Regions from separate parts of the Mus musculus genome. Here region 2 is linked to region 1. Evidence: chromatin contacts called from public Micro-C data. All regions are on one chromosome and are shown on one strand. The core of a region is the stretch at or near the end of the contact, and the rest is flanking DNA. Distances in the headings are between cores, read along the strand shown. Region 1 holds the start of Chn1 (chimerin 1). Region 2 overlaps Chn1os3 (chimerin 1, opposite strand 3).

Region 1 (3,195 bases), core at 477-2,976:
ACCAAGTCATTCCTGCTGAGGGACGGGAACAGTTTCCCACACAGGTAACAATTTCATGCCCTTCTTTTACTTATTTCCACCTAGGTAAAGGCTTACAAGCTAAAAATCTTTTAAAAAGTGTATTGTGTCCCCAGTTTAACTGCCTTGCTTATCAGGAATGTCAGTGTTCTAGAAAATACTAGATGAGTACAATTTACTTTGAAACCCTTAAAAAATGCAGAATATGTCATTAGAAACCCGGACAGATCAATTGTTCCAATACAGTCTGAAGATTTCCTCTGGAAATCTTACTGCTGTGCATTCGCTGCAACAGTTGCTAACCAGCCACAGCCATTGCTTCTAAAGAAAATATAAGCTAAGGGTACAGTCTTATAGCATTTGTAACCTTTGTACAAAAAAGTCCCCATTTCCATTAAATAATGCAGATTAAATACAAGGTAAAGTAAAGATATTATTTTCCAGAGAAAGAAGAAACAGAAGTAACTGATGCCAGCAGCTGAATTCACTTGGAGGTATTTACAACAAAAAGCATTTATGGTATGTGACAACATAACTGTGCCTGGTCAGATGACATAATTAAAACTTAACTGGAAACTGGATATGCCGAATAACTTGTGAGAAATGTGCTTGGATATTAATAATAGGTTATTCCTAATACATCATTGCACCTTCCTACTTTGAAAAACTGAATTCTTTGCAAATCTAAGTTTTGACATACTGAGTTCTCTTGAAATGATGTACCAAGGTCTGTTTTTTGTAAAAGAAAAAGAAATGTCCCTTTTCAGTGCTTTTCCCCCAACCCACTGTCATTGCAAACTGTCTTAGCCATTGAAACAATAGTGTTAAGTAACTACATCCACAAAATATCACTTCCCAAACAATACAGTTACCTTACAGTAACCAACTTTCTTCTGCCCTCTTTCCTCAGAGCACACATTTTAACCAATAACAAATTAGGTTCACATATTATTCTTGTTTCCAATGCAATGTACCAAGTCCCCCCAAAATGCCCAACAATCCAACAGGAAGCAACACACGGACGGGGCAATTCTAGAGAAGCTAGGGATGCTCTCGCATCTTATTCAAAATAATAATAACAATAATAATAATAAACTTTCCAGGATCTTTATTTACCGACTTAGGGAAAATTGGTTTGCAAACAACTAGCCAACTTCCCTCTCAAGTTGGTATGTGAGAGAGGCACGGTGTGTTCACCCCGACCCCAGGACTGGCCCGGGAGCTCACGCCCATTGCCCTGCCTGAGAGGAGACAATGGGAGCGGCGCGCGGGGCCGCGCTCCAGGAGCCCCGACAAGGCGGCCCGCCCGCCCCGCGCCCCCCCAAGCCCGCACGCGACTCCGGGGCGCGGCCCACCCGCGGCGGGGAGCCGGGGACGGCACTCACCGAACAGGGTCAGAGCCATGGTGGAGCCGCGCCGCCCAGCGCTCCTCGCTCCCGCGGCGGCCGGCAGACGGCACCTCGGCGGGGCGGCGGCCCGGGGGGCGTGGCGCGGAGGCCGCGGGGGGCCGCAGCGAGGAAAAGTTACGCGCGCGTTAGCGAGGGGCGCGCCCGGCCCGCGGCAGCCCGGCAAGCCGCCGCGCGCCCGCACCTGTCGCCGCCATGGGCCCGCGGGGCGCGCGCGGGCGGGCGGACCTGAGGCGCGACCGGCCGGGCGGAGCGACGGCGGCCGGCGCTCACCGCGCACCCCGCGACCTCGCCGACGCCATCTTGCCAGAGCGCGCCGCATTCCCGCCAGCCCCTCGGGCGGCCGAGCGCGCGTTACCATGGCAACGGGCGCGCGCACGGCCCACGGGGACGCGCCCCATCCGCCGCGCCTAGAGTGAGGCTGCGCCCCCCACCCCAAGCCCAACAGGCGCACCCCCGGGGCGACGGCAACAGCCGCCCCGGGCTAAGCGGGTGCAGCTCCTGAAATCCCGGGATTTTTCTTGAATGGGATGGGATGAGAGAGCAGAGCGGAGGATGCTCGGGCTCGCGGGCAGGCGGGGTCTCCTGAGGACCAGGGTTCGTCTGAGGATAGAGCTCCTGCCGGCGCCCTCAGGGTTAACCGGCGAGCGGTCCCTGCCTGTGAATGCTGCTAACATTCCCTTGGGTTGGTGGAGCCCCTCTTGTTTCCGATCTGTATACCCGGAATCGGGTAATTGAAATGCATCGGGAATTATCTAAAATAACTGTTAGAAGGCAGGTGCTTAAAGCCACTGTGTCTTTTTTTTTTTTTTTTTTTTTTTTTTTACGTTATACCTTGTGGATGTTGTCTAAGGGAAACATCAGCGTTCCTCGCTGCCTGGCGAGTCTCTGCCACAAAAGATTCCCCGGAGCTTTTGGGTTTTATCTGACAATCACAGGCACTGTCTCTAGCTCTGGTGTTTTCTACTCGCCTTGTCGTCGCCTTAATTAGCGAGAGGGCATCCAACGCTTGAGGGTTTGGATTTTTGTTTGTTTGTTTTTTAAAGGCTCAACTGTGATGTTTTTCACTTTATTTCTCGTTGCTACCTTTGTTCTGTATAAAAATAGTCCTTTTCCCTCCTACTTTCTCTGTCTAGGGTTTGTTAGTGTTTGGGTGTGTAATCGTGTTTGTTTAATCTTCAGTCCTCATTTTCTCCTGCGTGCACTTCTTGTTTTGCAGGCTCCTCGCGTTCCCTGGTGTCATTTTTCCTCTTTTCTCTAAATTTCAACTAGTTATTGTGTTATTTAATATATCTCAGGAATCAAATCTTTATAAAACGCTAATTACTACCTCAAACAGAGTGCAGCTAATCAATCATCATTTCACAGCACACTCAAGCATCAGAAAAGAAGAAAAGCCGGTAGAAAGGAGGAGCCAAGCCTTTTGTTTCAAGCCAGTTAACTCAAAAAAGAAAGAAATATTAAAATAATCAGCCTGAGTGAACAAACGTCTAGGCACCTGATCTTACATTAAATAGATTTTCATTAGCTACTGGTATAAAAATATTTCTTGGAATCACCAACATTTTACAACATTATTTTCAATAATCTCCTTTTGATTTTATGCACTCCTCCCTTTTTTTCTTGAGAAAAAAAAATTACAGTTCATCAAGATAAATGAAAATTCAAGAAGGCTTTGTTGGACAGATTTTACAGCCATGATAGTATCTCTGCTGATCCAATCTGCAACCAGATAAATCAGTATCTAGAGAGCCCATTGTCTCAACCAGGA
Region 2 (3,192 bases), core at 190-2,689, 170 kb before region 1:
TTCAGCCCTGGATGGTCGGCAGTGCTCTCCTCTGCTCACAATGTGGTGTTTATAACCAGTAAGCTTGGCTTCCAATTACAAGCTGTGGCCTCTTCCTGTAACACCATAGAAAACCTTGGCTGTGCTCTGAGACGAGCATGTTGTTTGGGGGGATTGGGCCCAGGTTTTAGCACAGGAAAAGCTCCAGCATTGCTGTCAGATCTCACGGACCTTATCACCTGTATTACCTCGTGTTTGACCAGGTTTTGGAGGGGAGAGGGAGGGGGTGGTGGTGGGCATATTTCTCTATATCTCAAGCAAAAGCAAAGTGGGGCCTGTCCTTGCTGGGTCCCTGGTAGGCTCCTTAACATCCACCTGTGGAGTGATCGGTGTGTGTGTGTGTCTGAGTATGTGTAGTAGGTAGGCCCTGGGCCATCCTTGCTTGTGAAAACTCCTCAGAACAAACTTCTACCAGTCCTTTGTTTCTCCCCATTCTAAAGTTAAAACAAGAAGAAAAAAAAAATGGTGGCTCATGGGATACTGGCAAGGAGATTTTTTTTTCTTTCTATAACCCATAGTCAGACTTGAAACCGTATATGTTTGCAATGTGAAAGCCTCTAGCTCCCTTTGCAGATGGCTATGTGATCTGAGAAGCTAGAGGGACGGGGCGGGGGGGGGGGGTGTAGAAGAAATCTGTCTGCAGCAACCTAGACCAACCAGCCTGACTTCCTCCCTCCTCCCCTCCGTGTAACTTAGTCACCTTTCAGAGGACCTTGATCTGAAGGGGAGTCTTAAGTATGTGCTAACCAACCACAACCTCGTGACAAGGGCAGGAGTATATCAACTCACTTCTCACTTTGGGGTACCAGTTACGAGCTCCCACAGATGGCTCTCAGAACAATTCATAGTCTTTAGTCTCAACTAGGGAATGAAGAATTCTGGAAGCTATTGATCTCCTCTACCAAAACCACTGTTGGGGTGTCAGGGCCTTGAGTTTATTCCTGTTACATAAGGATGTCCTTCAGTGGTTTCTAGGGATCCTCTATAGTCTCCTAATAAAGGGTTCTAATTAATAAGGTGTTTATGTGATTCATTCTGATTTCTACAAAATCTAATGTCTTTTTTTCTGACTTAGTACCAATTTATATTTAGTGAGTTGTACAATTTAGAATCAAAAGTGAATAAGACTGTATTGAGGACAGAGTCAGATGTGGGGCAAGTGACTTTGGAGAAAAGCACAGACTTTGGACTAATTATTTTCTCTATTCTCCATGTATTAGAGAGACTGTCTTTCCATGCCTAGCCAGTTCCTCGAAGAGTTCAAAGGACTTCCCTTTGCAATGCCAAAGCACTCCAGAGCCAACAACCCCTACAATGGCTGCAATCCAGGCAGTGCTCTTACACTGAATCACTAGGGCCAGGTGGAAACCAGTGAGTCACGCCATGACCATGACCTAGGATGCTATTCTACTGGCTAATCCTTGGCCACTGATTAACTACTGCTTCCCTCCAAGGCCCTGTGTGCCTGCCTGTGCCTTGCCTCCTTGTTTCTTTGTGTAGAATCTCAGTTGTTTCTCCCTTGTTTGCTATTTGATTATACTTGAAGCAAATTCCTCGTGCATTGTAACATACCCAGAGGAAATGAAGCTGGCACAGCTAGCACTAGGGGACCATTAGAATCGCCTGGGATGCTGTCTGTCCGGGACTTGCCAACATACCCTTGGATTTCATTGGCCTGCAGTGATCTAGGGGACAGCTAGACCCTAGAAGTCCCAGGGCAGTGGTTCCCAGAGCAAGATCCTGGGTCAGTATCTGCATCACCTGCATGTAGTTAGAGATACAAATTCTTGGGTCCCACTTCAGACTTAAACTTAGGGATTTGAAGTAGGGAGCTAAAAATTGCTCCCCAAGTGGCTCAGGTGACAAAGATGTGGTTAGAGGAGTGGGTCCAGAGACAGCTGGCCTTGTAGCCATGGTGAGGAACGTGGCCTTAAGTGTGAAGGAAGTTACAGAAAGACTTTGAACAGGCTCTGGCTGCTGCATGCTATGTGGTAAGAAGCTGACTCCACAGAGGGCTGTCTCCTGCAGCTGTAGAGGGGACAGTTGGTTCTGGGGCATGGGAGTTAGGGCAGTCAGAAGAGAAGGCCCACCTACATCAGCCGCTTGAAACATGAGGCAGCTACTGTCAGCAAGTCAGAGCCCCAGTGTGGACAGCGCCTGCTGTATCTCCCCAGTCAGATTCACAGGGCCAGGGCATTTCTGTAAAGCTGGGCTAGATAGAGTGATACAGGTCTGGGGCTCTGAGACTCTTCCCTGTGAAAGTATCCACTGACTCTCCACAGTACATCTCTGACACTTGTGTGAGACAGATCTATGGCTCTTGGGAGGAATCAGGTAGGTTAGCAATTTTGAGTGATAAAAAGTGCTCATTTGAGGCTCTTTAGAACAAGAACACTGGTTGTTCTTGCAGAGGACCTGGGTTCAATTCCCAGCACCCACAAGGTAGCCCACAATCATCTACAACTGTATTTCCAGGGAATCCAAAGATGTCTCCTGGTCTCCACAAATGGTACACAGACATTCATGCAGGCAAACACCTATACACATAAAATAAATCAAGCAACAACAAACCCAAGAGATCTCCAGCACTCATGCCACTTCCATGGAAGTTTTTGGGGTGAAGGCCTATAGCAAGCCCCACAATGCACTTCTGTAGTCCCATCTGCTCAGGAGGACCAGGCAGGAAGACTGCTCAAGCCACAAGCTGAAGGCCAGGTTGGGCAACAGAGTCCCCACCTCTAAGGCAGTAGGCAGCTCAAAGCTTCATACAATTCCCAGTTTATAGAGAAACAAGGACCAGAGGAACATGTCAAATGACACACAGGATATAATTGGCAAATGCAATAATTGGGAAAATTCCAAATCAGTATTGGTATTTTTCAACAAATGAATTGCAAGACAGTGGAGGATCCGTCCATACATTAAGCCATGGCAACCACATGTAATATAGTGTGCCTTATTTAAATTATGATTCATTTAACTCCAAAAATTAATCTGATAGTTTAGGATAATAAAAAGGTATTTTGAGGTCTGGCATGTAACCCCAACACTGAGAAGTTTGAATCTTACCTGCTACATAGTAAGTCCTATGCCAGACTGGGTACAGAGCGAGATCCTGTCTCCAAACCCGAAAGCTTCTTAACTCTGGCGGAT

The links. A called contact is a pair of places that touch in the nucleus more often than the background predicts.
Region 2: a Micro-C map of muscle stem cells shows a contact between it and region 1, with 4 times the contacts expected there. The contact joins the enhancer-like site here to the promoter of Chn1 in region 1. A contact is called at or near these places in 17 of 39 promoter capture datasets (the C10 cell line, the HPC-7 cell line, HPC-7-derived erythroid cells and 11 more), 4 of 484 Hi-C or Micro-C datasets (the N1E-115 cell line, embryonic stem cells, muscle stem cells and 1 more), 14 of 115 datasets of contacts at active chromatin or transcription factors (the NIH/3T3 cell line, craniofacial prominence, embryonic basal ganglia and 8 more) and 4 of 9 other capture datasets (adipose tissue, embryonic stem cells, liver and 1 more).

The regions. Positions count from the first base shown.
Region 1 is chr2:73,773,620-73,776,814 of GRCm38.p6, forward strand. Chn1 (chimerin 1) reads right to left here and starts at 1,727. Exons shown (of 13, transcript NM_001113246.2): 1 at 1,404-1,727. The coding sequence starts at 1,422.
Region 2 is chr2:73,607,857-73,611,048 of GRCm38.p6, forward strand. All of the region lies in intron 1 of Chn1os3 (chimerin 1, opposite strand 3), which reads left to right. It overlaps Chn1 (chimerin 1), which reads right to left. Exons shown (of 13, transcript NM_001113246.2): 13 at 2,804-3,192. Among named protein-coding and RNA genes, the nearest start is that of Chn1os3, 13 kb to the left of the region's middle. Within about 2 kb of position 1,440, at least 57 of the 459 cell types and tissues checked have an H3K27ac peak or open chromatin away from gene starts, as enhancers often do. A contact at or near this core is called in the N1E-115 cell line, muscle stem cells and neural stem cells, where this site is marked.